Linked DNA regions of Pan troglodytes: region 1 is linked to region 2. The links are chromatin contacts, called in public Hi-C maps. All regions are on one chromosome and are shown on one strand. The core of a region is the stretch at or near the end of the contact, and the rest is flanking DNA. Distances in the headings are between cores, read along the strand shown. Region 1 has its middle 150 kb from the start of GAPVD1. Region 2 holds the start of PBX3 (PBX homeobox 3).

Region 1 (7,490 bases), core at 125-2,624, 340 kb after region 2:
ACCTCCTCTCCCAACCCACCCTCCAGGGCGCCTCCCAGCCCTGGGCCTCGCTTGCTGTGTGGATTCTGGGAGCCCTTGGGCTGGGAAGGACCTATGGTCCCCACCTCCAGGCACAGGCAGCTCGCCCCCTCCAGGGGCTCCCTGGGGTGGCTGGTTTGGGGGAAGTCGATCCGACCCTCCACCCCCTAAATCGGCCCGGCCTCGAGTCAGGGACGTCCCCCAGAGGCTCCGATGCCCCTTTCCAGCTGCGCGACTTGGAGCAGGTTCCGCATCCACGATAGCGAGGGGGTCCGGGCGCGGTGGCTCACGCCTGTAATTCCAGCACTTTGGGAGGTCAAGGTGGGCGGATCATCTGAGGCCAGGAGTTTGAGACAAGTCTGGCCAACATGGTGAAACCCTGTCTCTACTAAAAATACAAAATTAGTTGGGCGTGGTGGCAGGCGCCTGTAATCCCAGCTACTCGGGAGGCTGAGGCAGGACAATCGCTTGAACCCGGGAGGCGGAGGTTGCAGTGAGCCGAAATCGTGCCACTGCACTGCAGCCTGGGCAACAGAGCGAGACTCCGTCTCAAAAAAAGAAAAAAGAAGAAAGAAAAGAAAAAGAAAAGATAGCGAGGGGATCAAAGGGCTTTCTCCGGGCGCGGCGTGCTCTCAGGAGGACGCATGAAAGACGCGCACACGCGGCTCCCCTTCCTTCCCCCGGGGAGGGTGACATTTCCCAGCCAAGGCTGCCCTCGGGAAAGCAGCCAGGGAGCCCGAAGGCTGGATGCTGAGCGGGAGGAAGGGGCGCCTGCCTGTCCCTACCCACCGTCGCTTGCGTCCCCACGGGCACAGCTCGCAGCCTGGGCCTTGCGTCCTCCCTGACCCGGGCCCGCAGAGAAGGAAGTGCGAGAACAAAGGAAGGGTCCCCTGCCGGCCGCGCCCACGGCCTCCGCGCACGCACACGCCCGGCGGACACAGCCCAGAGCGCGATCCTTCCACGCCGGGGCCCCCGCCCCAGCGGCCTCCCGGACCTCGGCTCCCTCGCACGCCCGCGCGGCTGGGAAGGCCCGAGGGTACGGGGGGCCCGTTTCTGGAGCCTTCGCAGCCGAGGCCCAGTGGTGGCAGCTGCGGGGATCGGGAGTAGGGGGTGGGGAAGGGTGCCCGTCCGCCCCGGGTTCGCACCCCGTCCGGTGCCCGCGCGTCGCTCTCGGTCTTGGCCCAACGGGGTGCGAACCTGGGTGCCCTAAAAACACCTGGGATCTCCGCGGACCGACGGCGGTGGGAACGGCCACGCGGGACGCAGAAGCCCCGCGGGTCCCGGCTCCGCACCACCCTCGGCCTGGGCGACGGAAACCCAACTGCAGCCTCGCGGCGCCACCTACGGACCGGATTCCGTAGCTAGATTCCCGGCCCCGGGGCGCCCCGTGAGTCCCGCGGTGTACCCGGCTCCCTCTGGCTCCCGGTTCGTCTCTTCCTCCTCCGGGGGCTCCCACCCCAAGTCTCGACGCCGCCCTGCAGCAGACAGCCCGGCCCGGCTCAGGCCTCGGACTCGGTCCTCGTGGAAGGGGAAGGGGTGTTTAAGCTGCCCGGGTCCAGGCGGTATCTCCTGAGCCCGGGGAGCTGAGGCCCCGTCCCCCGCGCCACCACAGGGAGGGGCCATTTCCACATTTACAGAGGGGGAAACTGAGGCCGAGGACCGAGCCCTGACCGTTTTTATGTGGAATTGGGGCAGCTGAACCAGGCCTGCAACCTCTTTCCGCCCCTCTCCAGATCTCTGACCCTGCTCGTCTCCCAGCACCACCCACTCATCCCTAGAGCTCTGCCCCTCTCACTCCACCCAGCCCCCAGCTCTCCTCTGAACCCCCCAGCCACATCCTGCCATCTGTCCTCAGGGACTGCACCTGCCTGTTTAACTCTGTCCTGGATTCTTTGAAAAATCACACACCAGGGAAAGAGGCCCTTGGAGACCCAGCCTCTAACCCCACCGTAAACCCCAGAAACCAAGGCCCTCACCGCCCCACTGTCCTGGCCTGAGCTCTGCGAATTAACATGGTTGTCTGTCTAGACTGGATCCTTCAGTCACCGCCCACCACTGCCTACCGGGCCCAGCGGGGACGTGGCACTTAACACTTGTGCAGATGACAACAGTGAGGGCCCTGGAGCTCATGCTCCGGGCCAGCCGTGAGAATCTCTCCTGTGACCCTCAGCAAATCAGCCCTGTGGGGTGGCAGGACAGTCCTGTGTCCTTAACAACAGGGATGCATTCTGAGAAATGCATCAGCTGCGAAGAGCATAGAGTGGATTTACGCCAGCCGAGATGGTGCGGCCCCTACACACCGGGCTCTTGCCCTTGGGCTACACTCAGGTGCCGCCTGTCTTTGGACCGAATGCTGTAGGCAACCGTGGCACAGTGGGAAGTATTTGTGTATCTACACATAGAACCGGTACAGGAGAAATACGGCGTTATGATCTTATGGGACCACTGTCGTACATGCAGTCCCTTGATGACCGAAGCGTCCTTCTCTGGCGCATGACTGCATTATTGTTCCCATGGTTCTACAGATGAAGCTGAGGCTCTGCGAGGTCAGGCCTACCCGAGCTCACACAAAGCAGGTGAGTGGCAGAGCTGAGATTCCAGCCCTGACTCCAGCGTAATTACTTCTCCGCTCTGCCCAGGCCTCCTAGCCCAGTCCATGGCCAGCACCTGGATCCCTGGTTGGGCCGGGCATCAGCAATGGTGACGTGACCCACCCTGACATGGGGCGTGGCTACCCACTCACACATACATCATGTGAGTCACACTCACATGGGTCACATGGTGTGAGATTCCAGCCCACATCTGGCCCTCAGAGTTCCCAAGTGTCAGATGCCTCTAGGCTGACCCTCCCATTTTATAGACTCAGTCCGCCGAGGCACAGGGCCTTGCTCGGGGTTGCACAGAGCAGCTATGGCCTAGGCTGCTCAATACAGCAGGTAAGACGAGAGCCCAGGTCCCAGGATCTTGGACCTATCAGAGTTTCCAGGGCTGCAACTTTCACCCTGTAGGATGAGTAACAATTCCGCTGGATTTCCCAGTCCGGGGTGAGGGAGGAAGTGGAAGAGACAGACACTGACACAGAAAATGACAAACCCAGAGATTAGAGCTGAGCTGAAAGGCTTGGCTGGGCCTTGGGGAAGCCCAGAGGAGAGATTAGAGGTGGGAGTAGTCAGTCAAGCAAGGATTCTCAAGGAAGTGATATCAAGCGGGCTTTGAAGGATGAGTAGGAGTTTGCCAGCGGAAAAATGTAGGGAGGGGCATTTCAAGGGAAAGCATGGGGCTTAGAGGGAGCTTGGCTAGTTCCACCTATAACTTACTAGTTAAGTGTGGGCTTGTATGCCAGCCAGACCTGGGTTCAAGTCCGTGCCCTGCTGTGTGACCTCCAGGAGGTGTCTTAACCTTTCTGAGCCTTCTTTTCCTCATCTGTATAATGAGGCAACAAAGCTCTCCTTGATCATGGACAATTGTGGAGTTAGCATAGAGTGGGACACACAGGAGCCCACCAGGGAAGACTAAAGACCATTGGGAGGGGGTGGGCGAAGATAGGAGTGAAGGACGAAGTGGCTGGAGAGGTCACCAGAGGTCAGTTGGGCCTCGAGCGACGCTGAGTGCCAAGCTAAGGAAGCTGGCTTCATTCTGAGGACAATGGGGAGCCATGGAAGGGGCTGGAGCTAAGGAGTGACCCACCTGATTTGTGTTTTAGAAAGTGCGCACCCGGCAAGGGCGAGGGCCTCCTTCAGAAAGATGGAGTCTGGGAACTGGAGCCCTGCCTGCCCTGGCCCTGCCCTGGCCCCTTTGTCCCCAGGCCTCCTCTTGCCCTCAGCACTGTAAGGATGAGAAGCTGCCCTGCCCTGAGGCTGAGGCTGAGCCAGGGCCAGAGTGGGTGGCCTGGTTCCACTGCCCCCGGCCCAGGACACCCAGGCCCCAGCACCTGCGCCCCCAGAGAAAAACCAGGGTCTCTGCTTTCCACACAGCCACCTTTTCCTCCCCACCCCCAACACTCCGAAGCCCCCATTACAGAGAAAAGACGGGCAGCAGCACCATAATTTTTGTTTCCCTCTAAATAGGCCTGCTCCCACAAAACCAATTAAAGCACCTGCCGGGACGGGGCTCTGTCAGCAAATTATTTCCAGGCTCTGCAGCCCGAGAATAAATCTCAGAAGGATAAAGTGGACCCGATGGCAGGGGGCTGGCAATGGGGGACCAGGCAGGCAAGATCGGGGGTCACTTTGGGTCCAGGCAGCCGCAGACAGGGTCTTCACGCTGGTCCCCAGACCCTAAGCCTGGATCCCTTCTGCTCCACCAAATCATCAGTCTCTAAGGAGTGGCACCCTGGCTGTGATGGAAATGACTTCCAGGCCATGGATGGGGGAGTGGTGGCCTGGAGAACTCCACCTCTTTGTCCACAGCGCCACCTTCTTTGCCAACTTTGACTGCCTTCTCACCATGCGGTGGGATGCAGGTGTGCCCAGCCTCAGTGGGGGGTCTGAAGGCCCAGGTGCCTAACTCTCTGTGGGGCCCTGAGCAAGGCCTTCACTGCTCTGAGCCTTGGCGTTCCTATCTGTAAAATGGGGGTAGATGGGCCGAGTGCAGTGACTCACACTTGTAATCCTAGGACTTTGGGATGCCAAGGCTGGTGGATCACTTGAGGCCAGGAGATCAAGACCAGCCTGGGCCACATGGCAAAACCCCGTCTCTACTAAAAATATAAAAATTAGCCAGGCATTGGCTGGGTGTGGTGGCTCATGCCTGTAATCCCAGCACTTTGGGAGGCCAAGACTGGAGAATCACTTGAGATCAGGAGTTCGAGACCAGCCTGACCAACATGGTGAAATCTCGTCTCTACTAAAAATACAAAAATTAGCTGGGTGTGGTAGCACACACCTATAATCCCAGCTACTTGGGAGGCTGAGGCACGAGAATCACTTGAATCTGGGAGGCAGAGGTTGCAGTGAGCCGAGATTGCGCCATTACACTCCAGCCTGGGAAACAAGAGCGAGACTCCATCTCAAAAAAAAAAAAAAATTTAGCTGGGCGTTGCGGCATGCACCTGTAAATCCCAGCTACTTGGGAGGCTGAGGCATGAGAATCGCTTGAACCCAGGAGGTGGAGGTTGCAATGAGCTGAAATCACGCCACTGCACTCCAGCCTGGGCAACAGGGTGAGATTCCGTCTCAAAAATAAATCAATAATAAAATAAAATGGTGGGGAGGAGGTGGAGCTTGGCTGGCCCTCCCAGCTCCAGCTGCCTAGCAAGTCTCATAGGGCCTCCTGGTTAGCACCAAGGCTGGACCTCGTGGGATGCCCATGAACTCTCTCCTTGGGCAAAGGGTAAGGCCAGGGGTGGGTGGCCTACCAATTCGATGCAGCCGTCACTGACCCCAGGAGCTCACAGCCTGGCATGGGGTTTGAAGGGACTGAGGGACCCTGGGTAGGGAAGTGGGCAGTGACTCCAACATAGAGGCTAGAGGCTTCCCAGGCAGGGGTCATGGGAGCAGGACTTAGAAAGATGAGTGGGAGTTCCCCAGATTTGAGGTGTCATTTTCCCAAAGTAGAAATGATTCTGAGCCATGTGGCATCTCTGTGAGAATTATGAAAAGGCACCCTTGCTTCCACTTTACTCCCATCTTTAAGAAAATTGTTGGCCGGGCGCGGTGGCTCACGCCTGTAATTCCAGCACTTTGGGAGGCCGAGGCGGGCAGATCATGAGGTCAGGAGATCGAGACTGTCCTGGCTAACATGGTGAAACCCGTCTCTGCTAAAAATACAAAAAATTAGCCGGGTGTGTTTGCAGGCACCTGTAGTCCCAGCTACTCGGGAGGCTGAGGCAGGAGAACGGCCTGAACCTGGGAGGCGGAGCTTGCAGTGAGCCGAGATCGCGCCACTGCACTCCAGCCTGGGCCACAGAGCGAGACTCCATCTCAAAAAAAAAAAAAAAGAAAAAAAGAAAGAAAATTGTTCTAACTTTGGAAAATCTGCCATGTCTATGATCTGAACGGTGCCTCTAGGACTGTGCAGTGCACAACTTGGATAACTGTGCACTGCAGCTCTAGGGGACTCAAGCCAACAGGGGCAAGGAGCTGCTCATCCCATCAGCCTTGAAAGGGGCTGAGGCAAGATGAGAGGGCCTCCTGCTAGCAGAGGGGTGGGAGGGCGCTGCCCCCAGGGACAACATCAGATGCGTCCCATCCTCAAACACTGGAGATTCCAAACTTTCGAAGGTATCAAGAGGGCTCCTCCAGTTTGGACCACAACCCTCGAGGGGCAACTGACACTGACTCTGGGCTGGTGGCACACTTCACCCCCAGGAATCCTCACCCAACCCTGCAACAGGGTGCAGTGGAAAAAACCAAGGCAGCTAGAGATGTCACAGAGACTAGGTACCCATGTGGCACCTCTGCGAGAAAGTACCCGTGCCCTGAGTCAGCCAAGCCTAGCAAGTTCAGGTCCCTGTTGGGGGACTGGGCGTGATGGCTCATCCTGTAATCCCAGCACTGTGGGAGGCTGAGGCGGACGGAACACTTGAGGTCAGGAGTTTGAGACCAGCCTGGCCAACATGGCGAAACCCCGTCTCTACTAAAAATACAAAAATTAGCTGGACGTGGTGGCAGTCACTTGTAATCCCAGCTACTGCCAGGAGGCTGAGGCACGAGAATCACTTGAACCTGGGAAGCGGAGATTGCAGTGAGCCAAGGTCACGCCACTGCACTCCAGCCTGGGTAACAGAGCAAGACTTTGTCAAAAAAAAAAAAAAAATTCCCTGCTTGGCCCCACCCAGCATGTGAGCTTTGACTTGGGGCCATCATGGTGCCCACCCCAGAGGCGCCTGGTGAGGTGCAGTCACAGCCAGTCGGCCCTCAGCACTACACCTTGCCCAAGGTGAGGGCTCAGCAGGTGTTGGTTATTGTACCAGCCCCACCCTCCCTAGACTGGCAGGTCCAGTGGCTCCTGGCTGCAGCCCCAGGGCCACATGCCACCCCCACCCACCAGCACCCATCAAGGGGATCAGAAAGGACTTGGCACACAGCTGAGCCCACGGTACAGTCACCATCCTCATCATCGCCATCTTCCCCCTGGCAACTGAGGCTCAGAGAAGATAAGCAATGTGCACAGCGTCCTCCCGCATGGGATCTGTGCCCAGCGGCCTCCAATGCCAGAATGAAGGCTCCAGCAGACTCCCCAGGTGCCCAGAAGGGGAAATCTTCTTTGGATGCACATGGAGTGGGGGAGGGGGCAGTCAGGCCTGAGCAGAGGAGCTGAGGGGCTGGGGTACAGGAAGGTCAGCAGAAAGTCAGGAACCTCCCAATCCCCAAAACCATTGGTGACAGCGAAGCCAGTGCTGCAAAGTGCCCGAGTCAGCAGCCCCAGTGAACACTCCGCCTGCAGGCTTATAAATCTGGATCTCCTTGGGGGCTGTGGGGCGAAGTTCCAGCCCTCAGCAATAGTGGCGGTGGCAGCTGAGGGAACGGAGC
Region 2 (7,316 bases), core at 3,205-5,704:
AACATATCAACAATAATCTCACTGGTTACTTGGTTTAAAATAAACAACTATTTTTATTTTAAAGCCTACAACTTTTGGGGTGCTCTCAAAATGCACAAATATCACAATTCAACAATGAGAGACATTTCTGCCCAAAAATAATGGTGTGATCAATTTTACGAAAGAATACATTCTCAAGAAAAAGCAGCATCTTATAGTAGAAGTATACTTTCCTTACCTCTCAACAAGAAAATAATATAATTGTAGTAGATTACCCATTTATCTGTCAGAAGGGAAAAATACCTTTTCATATATGGTAGAGGGGGAAACAGATGTTTTCTAAACTAAATCCCCCATGTGCATAAGAACTGGCAGTGTTCACTGCCTGATCAGAAACCTCAAAATCCACTGGCAGAGCTACAAATAAACAGATTTTTTTTTAAATGATTTTGTTTTGTTTTAGAAGAAAAGCACAACTGAAATGACATTATCCACTGAAATGACAGTTCACCCTCAACCCCCCATTAAGCAGAATAGAGTCATCAACATAATGTTGCTGGTTTCTATTCATAAATGACTAGGTAAACTTTCTCTAAATTACAAAGAATTAATTTTTAGGTATTATTAGATTAAATAAAATGATTTTTAAAAAATATTTATGCAATATACATATATTCTACAATGTTTCTTTTATAAGTTCATGTTTCTAAAGCATGACCGACTATGGAAGCAGGAGTTGGGGGGCTTGGAATTTGCAGCCCCGCTTTCTTTGCTTTGGTAACACTAATGTCTACACAGCTGTTTTATTTCAAATTGAGGATTCTGAGTCCCTGTCTCATTCTAAGACTAGTTTTGGGGAGTGAGGTGAAGCTATGGGTAGTAGGGGAGAATGGAAAGAAGAGAAAGAGCTTCACCCCCATCAATCACTCAGTACTTAAATCCCATCCCTCTCGAGCTTAGAGAGGCTGGCAGGAAGATGCCTCTACCCAGACAGCCGCCTTTACTCTTTGTCGGCTGTTGGCTTTTTACAAAAGAGATAACGTGCAAATGTGGATCCACTGGCCAAAGCACAAAAAGAGAATCTAATTTACAAGTTATCACTGAAAGCCCCAGAAACAATTTTAAAACACAAAAATTTCTTTTGTCAGCTGCCTCTTGGTTTTTAAATAGCAATAGCCCTACCAAAGCTCTCTCTGCCAGTAATCCCAGACTTTGAAAAGATTTGTTTCTTTTTCGTAACTCACCTTTGACATGTGGTTGACTATACTTTCCTTTCAGAATGGTGTAACTAAGTCCTGTGCAAATAAGCAACTAAAGGACTTATGCTTCCTAATTGAATTCTGCCTGCTGCTAAATGTCTCAACATGAAAAGCAGTTTGCTGGGTTTAGTTCTCAAGCTAGCTAGGCCAAAACTTTAAAAAGGCAAAAATAAATAAATAAATACAAATAATGAGAAGGGGATGAGAAGCGATAAGTATCCATCCCCTCTCCCTAGTAATATAAGGCTGTATAAAGTCGAATCAATCTTAATATTCACAACATAGTCAATACCCCAGTGCTTGGCTGTCAGCAGAAACTGAAGTGGAGCCCTGATAGCAGGAAAACCCTTGGACATTAAGCATCAGAATTTACTGAGAATTGCATACTTTTAAGCTTCTAAACTAAGAATCTTCAAGACTGAATGCTAGATGTCTTATTTTACAGTCAGATAAAAATTATCTACTGCTTTAAATCAAAACGCTTTCTAAAGGTAGCTAAAAATCAACACAAAATAAAAGTTAGTAATTCAAGAAAGGATCACTGAGCATTAAGAAACCAGCCATAATATGGAATGAAAACCAGGAAAAGTACTCTTTGGCCTCCCTTATTATTTGCTGCTTATTATGGTTTAGCATATATATTTAATAGACAGCAATAACTCATCATCTTTTCTTGATTACTTTTAGGATCAGAATAGTATTGCAAAGCGAAAAACCTGTTTCAAAGAAGGCTGACTCGCCTATCAACCTAACAATTATTTGCACTGTGCTATTTGTACACTCAATTTAAACACAATCACATGTAACCTTCTAAACAGCCTCCCTTGGATAGTGCTATATCCTGGACTTCAACTTTTTCTCCTTTGCCTCAACTTTCAAAATGGCAACTTTAAAATACCATACATCCAACACACACCAAAAAAAAAAAAAAAAGAAAGAAAAGAACAGGAAAAAAATAAACAGTAGAGCTTGTTTAATGTACTTGTTTGCCACATACAGGGAAGATAATGCCAAATACAAACTAAAACATCCAAATCTCTGCTTCAGTTTGAGCAGTTACCTCACGTCAAGACTGAAAGACCTTCAATTAATAAAGTCTGACAAGAAAGTTAAACTGAAACGAATTGCCAAAAATTTGCCAAATATGTACCTGTAGTTTTCATTCCAGCACTTCTGCAAAACCTATCTTCTTATATATTCCCTGACTTGGACACTTCAAAATTGTTTAACCTGCATCTGTCGACCTTTTTATACTTTATATATTAAGCACAGTTACAAGTGTAATGACTTCAGAATACAAAATAATACAAGTATTAACAGATGTAATACATCGTATGTGTCTACACATCATTACCCTTCCTCGATTCTCTAAAGTAGTCTTCCCACCTAAAACACTAATTCAAGCATGCTACTGGGGTCTGTTCAATTGCATCTATTCTTCTATCCGTGCAGCTGAAGCTTAAGACTGTCTAAGTAAAACAAAGTTCGGGCGATGCTTCTCCCGGGGACTCGGTCCTGGCATCCAGTCTCCCGTTGCTCCTTTTAAAAACTGACACACAAACAAGGCGAAAGGAGAGGGAAGAGGGCGGCTGGCGCTCCGGGCCCCCTCCCTGCCTGCAGCCAGGGGCGGCCGCCGAGGGACGGCGATCCAGCCCGGTCCGCACCTACACTTCATTTTACACCAGGAGCAGAACTGAGAAATCGACTCCAGATTTATTGCAGTTTTTTCTCAAGATCAGGACGTGGGAAGGAGAGAATGATCAAAGATGGCGGTGCCCAAAAGCAGCAGCTCTCAACTGGAGAGTCGAAGGAGTAGCTCCGACCCCCACCTCGGGGGTCTCCAGGCCCACTGCGGGGCGCAGCGTCTTACCTGTTTTCTCTTTGATCTCACACAGGACGCTGAAGAGCGCTGGTTTCATTCTGTGACAGTTCAGGGCATGTTTCCTAAAAAACAAATAACGAAACACAAAGGTATTAGCATCACCTATGGAATAATATGGCGCCTTCCTTTAAGTTAGACCCAAGATTTAATTCCAGCCCCCCATTCTGGAAGGCCCTTTTGAACCGTGGGAAGTCAACAAAAACTCCAGTTGACTAGTTCCCGACAGCCAGCAAGCCCCGGCGACGAAAGCTGCAGCCGGAACGAGGCGGACCCATCTGCCCGGCAGGCAGCAGCCTCGGCCACTGCAGACGCGACGCGAACCCGCGCGGGGAGCCTCGCCCCGGGGGCAGGCGAAGGCGACCCGGGGGAGGGGACGGGTGCGGAGGGGCTCCCGCGTCCGCTCCTGTGCAGAGGGAGCCGGCGCGACGCTGCCGGCCGGCGGACTGCGGCCAGCGGGAGGGTGACAGCTCGGCAAAGTTTGCAAGGCGGCCCTCTCTCTCCGAGAACTTGGCCGTCCGCACCCGGACCCGCCAGGGAACCGCCCATCGCCCCGCGCCGGGCCCGGGTGGCCGCCCGCATCGCGAGGTCGTCCCGCGGCCACAGGAGCCGGCGCCGGGACTCCCGGCCGGAGGAGAAAGTTACACTTCCCGGCGGCGCGGCCCGCACGGGGTCGGGGCGGGAGGTTTAAATCGGTGGGAGGGGGCCGGGCTGCGAGGGGCAGGACGGGGGAAAGGACGCCACGGAATCCGCGCCGCACCGAGTCCGTCCCGAGCCCCCCAGAGCAACTTTGCCGACTCCCGCCCGCTTCGGGGGGCGCGGGCAAGTCCCCCCGAGGCCGGGGCGGGCGGCCGGCTTTCGGAGAAAGTTCCCCGCCGGGGGCTGCGGCCCTGGCCCCGGGCGCCACCCCGGGCCTCGACTCGGCCGCGGGCCCGGCTCCCGCACACACACAAAAGATGCTTAATGAGACGACACCAACTTTGCTTGCGCCTCGTCCAAGCTCTGGTCGGTGATGGTCATGATCTGGTGGAGGATGTCGCCGATGTCCTGCTTCCTGCCGTCGCCGTCCGCCCCTTCGTGGCCGTGCGGGGGAGGCGGCAGGGCCATGCCCCCCTGCACCGAGTGGCCAGCCAGGTTCACCCCGGCCAGAGTCTGCAGCATCCTGGATTGATCGTCCATCCCGCCGCGCGCGGGCGGGAGCGGGCGGCGGCTGAGGCGAAGGCTGAGGCGGCGGCGGCGGCGGCGGCGGCTGCGACGAGGGAGGAGAAGAAAGAGGGGGAGGGGGAGGGGGAGGCGGCCGCGCGCTCCCCGCCCGCGCGGGGAGGGGGCGGCCCGGCCGGCAGGGCCCGCGGCTGAGGCGATGAGGACGGGCGCCCGGCTCCGGCTTCCGCCGCCGCCGAGGCTGAGGAGAAGCGGCGGGCGGAAGCGCCGGGCTCCGCGGCGGTGGCGGAGGCGCAGGCGGCGGCGCCCGCTGCCCTCACGCGGCCGCCGCGCCGCCTCCTCGCCGCCGCGCGCCCCGCCGGGCGGCCCCGCGCAACTTGCTCCTCAGCGCCCGCCGAGTTGCCGGGACGCCCGCCGCCCCCCGCGCCAGCCTGCGCACTGCCCTCCTCGGCCGCCGCCGCCGCCGCCTCAGCCAGGCGGGATCCGAGCCCCGGCGGCCCCGGGGGAGGCAGCGGCGGCGGCGGGCGGCGGCGGAGGAGGAGGCCTGCGGGCGGGCCGCGGGGAGCGAGGGGGGGCGGAGGAGGAAAGTTTGGGAGCGGGCGGGCAGAGGCGGCGGGGGCGCTGAGCCCGGAGGAGGGCCCCGGCGGGCCGCGCGCCGGGCGGACAGCCGATGGATAGGGCGGGAGAAGTCGCCGCCGCCGCCGGAGCCGCGCACCCAGCCAGCAGCCGCCGCGGACCGGGCTGGAAGGCCGCTGGGCCGAGGGATTGACAGGCTGCCAGTGCCACTCACTCACTGCGGCCCCGCGCCGGGGGGAGGGGCGGGGGCTGGCAAGGGCGGGGGAGCGCTCCTCAGACCCCGCCCCCGGGGCGGTGCGCGCGCTCATTGGGCTCTGCGCCTCCCGCCGCCGCCGCCGGCACCGCCCCCGGGGCCCGGCCCGTTCCCTCTGTCCTCTGATACCCCGCGCTCCGGAGTGTGCCGCCGGATCCTCGCTCCAACCTCGTCGCGTCCTAGCCCCCCGGGATAGACCGGGCCGGCCCACAAACGCTGTGCCCGCACCCCGACTCCTGCTCCATGCTTTTGGCAGTCATGGGAGCGGGGGGTTCTGTATGGGACAGTGGGCAACTCGCTGCAAAGCCAACCGTGTGCTCCCCCGCCGCGCCTGTGAGCTTCACGCCTCGGACAGCTCCTGGTGCACTTTCCCGCTCTTCCTGTCAGGAGGTGGTGCCCTCTGGGTACCAGGCCGCTCGTCCCGGGCCAATCGCAAAGCGCTTAGAGCCGAATGGGGCGGGACAGAGGCAAGAAAGGGTTGTCCCAATTGGAGCGTTCGAAAGGTTCTGGGCAGAGGCGGGGAAGCGGTGAGTGGGGGCCTCGCCCCGCCTGCGGTCGCCATGGTAACCGAGAGGGCGCAGCTGAGCGTTGGCGCCAGCACCGGGGCCTTGCGCTGTCCCTCAATGGGTGACCAGTTAAGGTGGGAACCTGTGGTCTCACATACTTGAAGTCTGAGCTGAGTGGACCTGAGTGCCATAGACTTTCCATTGAAAGGGGAAATGTGTCAGAGAGAAGCGAGTCTGGGAGGAGGGAAAGTGCCTTCAGTCCAGGACTAATTTCAAGGTTTACAACACTTTACACACTCTGCAACTGCTGATAATCCAGGGACTACTCCTTTGGCAGCGTTTGCTATTCGATGCCTCCAGATGTACTGAAGCTGCAAAAACGAGCTCTTCATTACAAAGATACATATGTTTAGGAAGAGACTGGATTTCACTTGTCAACTTACCCCACCACCACGAGTCATTTAATGTTGGTAAAGCCAGCCACGATTTTTCGTATCTATAACACCCCTTCTTCCATTGAATTCTACCTACAAATAACTGAAGGCTCACATTATTTTGGAATATGGACCTCCGCCTCTTGTGGAGACGAGATTTCTCTTAAGCTGATTTCCCAAAAAGGGGCTGCAATGTGTGTTCCCGATTCTAGATTCATTGAGCTCACCCTAGATGAGTCCTTTGGTTCGGTGGTTCGGAAAAGTCTCTTTGTTCCTTCTCCAAACTCAGTAAGCTGTCTTACCTGAAACCAAAAATAGGGGTATGAGGATATGAAAAATGGCTCTAACTCTGCAGGGTTTAATGTAGGACAAGCAGTTCTTTAAATGCCAGATGGATTCTTGGAATGAAGCAGGCTACTCGGTTCCAGGTTCTTTCCTTCATATGTTGTGTGTACTTTTAAATACTCCCCACTGCAAAGCTAATAGCTAAGCTTACAGTTAGGCAAGCTAAAATCCTTACAAACTGCACAGCTGCTGAGGAGGGAGTTCCAAAAAATCCACTCTGCTTACTTACCTCCAAAGAAGAACCCCCTTCATGTTCATTAATATTCTCTGCTCTTCTATACCCCATTGATATGTCAAGTTTCCAATTCTTCTTTGAAGCCCCCATTATGGGTTACTTATAATCGTCATTGATTGGGTTTTTTCTTTATTCTTAATTTGTTTTTTAAAGCTGTCACCAAATTCTTAAGCATTTTTGCCAAAAGGTGCAGGAGCAAGCGGTCAACCTTTCATAATTCTCCAACGCTGAGGATGCAAAACTACAGAATTCTAACTGAAAGATGCCTTAAATTCTAAGATTCCTTCCAGCTGTAAAATTCAATAATCCTGTGACTCACTATTAGGACTCCTCTCTGCCCTCCTTCTAGACTCATAATCTTGACTAATCAGTCATGAGGATGAGGCTAATTAGCAATGGGGATTTATGGTTATTTCTAGCCCACTCCAAACAATGAGTTATGTAAGCAAAGCAACATATATAAAAATGTAAATAGGCCGGTGGCTCATGCCTGTAATCTCAGAACTTTGAGAGGCCGAGGCAGGTGGATCACAAGGTCAGGAGTTGAGACCAGCCTGGCCAACATGGTGAAACCCCATCTCTACTAAAAATACAAAAAATTAGCTGGGCTTGGTGGCAGGTGCCTGTAATCCCAGCTACTCAGGAGGCTGAGGCAGGAGAATCACTTGTACCCAGGAGGTGGAGGTTGC

What was found. A called contact is a pair of places that touch in the nucleus more often than the background predicts.
Region 1: a contact with region 2 is called in a Hi-C map of stem cell-derived neural progenitor cells, with 3 times the contacts expected there. The contact joins the enhancer-like site here to the promoter of PBX3 in region 2. A contact is called at or near these places in 1 of 7 Hi-C or Micro-C datasets (stem cell-derived neural progenitor cells) and 1 of 1 datasets of contacts at active chromatin or transcription factors (stem cell-derived excitatory neurons).

Annotation. Positions count from the first base shown.
Region 1 is chr11:13,044,572-13,052,061 of NHGRI_mPanTro3-v2.0_pri, forward strand. No RefSeq gene overlaps it. Among named protein-coding and RNA genes, the nearest start is that of GAPVD1, 150 kb to the right of the region's middle. Within about 2 kb of position 1,375, at least 9 of the 24 cell types and tissues checked have an H3K27ac peak or open chromatin away from gene starts, as enhancers often do. A contact at or near this core is called in stem cell-derived neural progenitor cells, where this site is marked.
Region 2 is chr11:12,704,661-12,711,976 of NHGRI_mPanTro3-v2.0_pri, forward strand. It overlaps PBX3 (PBX homeobox 3), which reads right to left and starts at 4,455. Exons shown (of 9, transcript XM_016961669.4): 1 at 4,097-4,455; 2 at 3,109-3,182. The coding sequence starts at 4,296.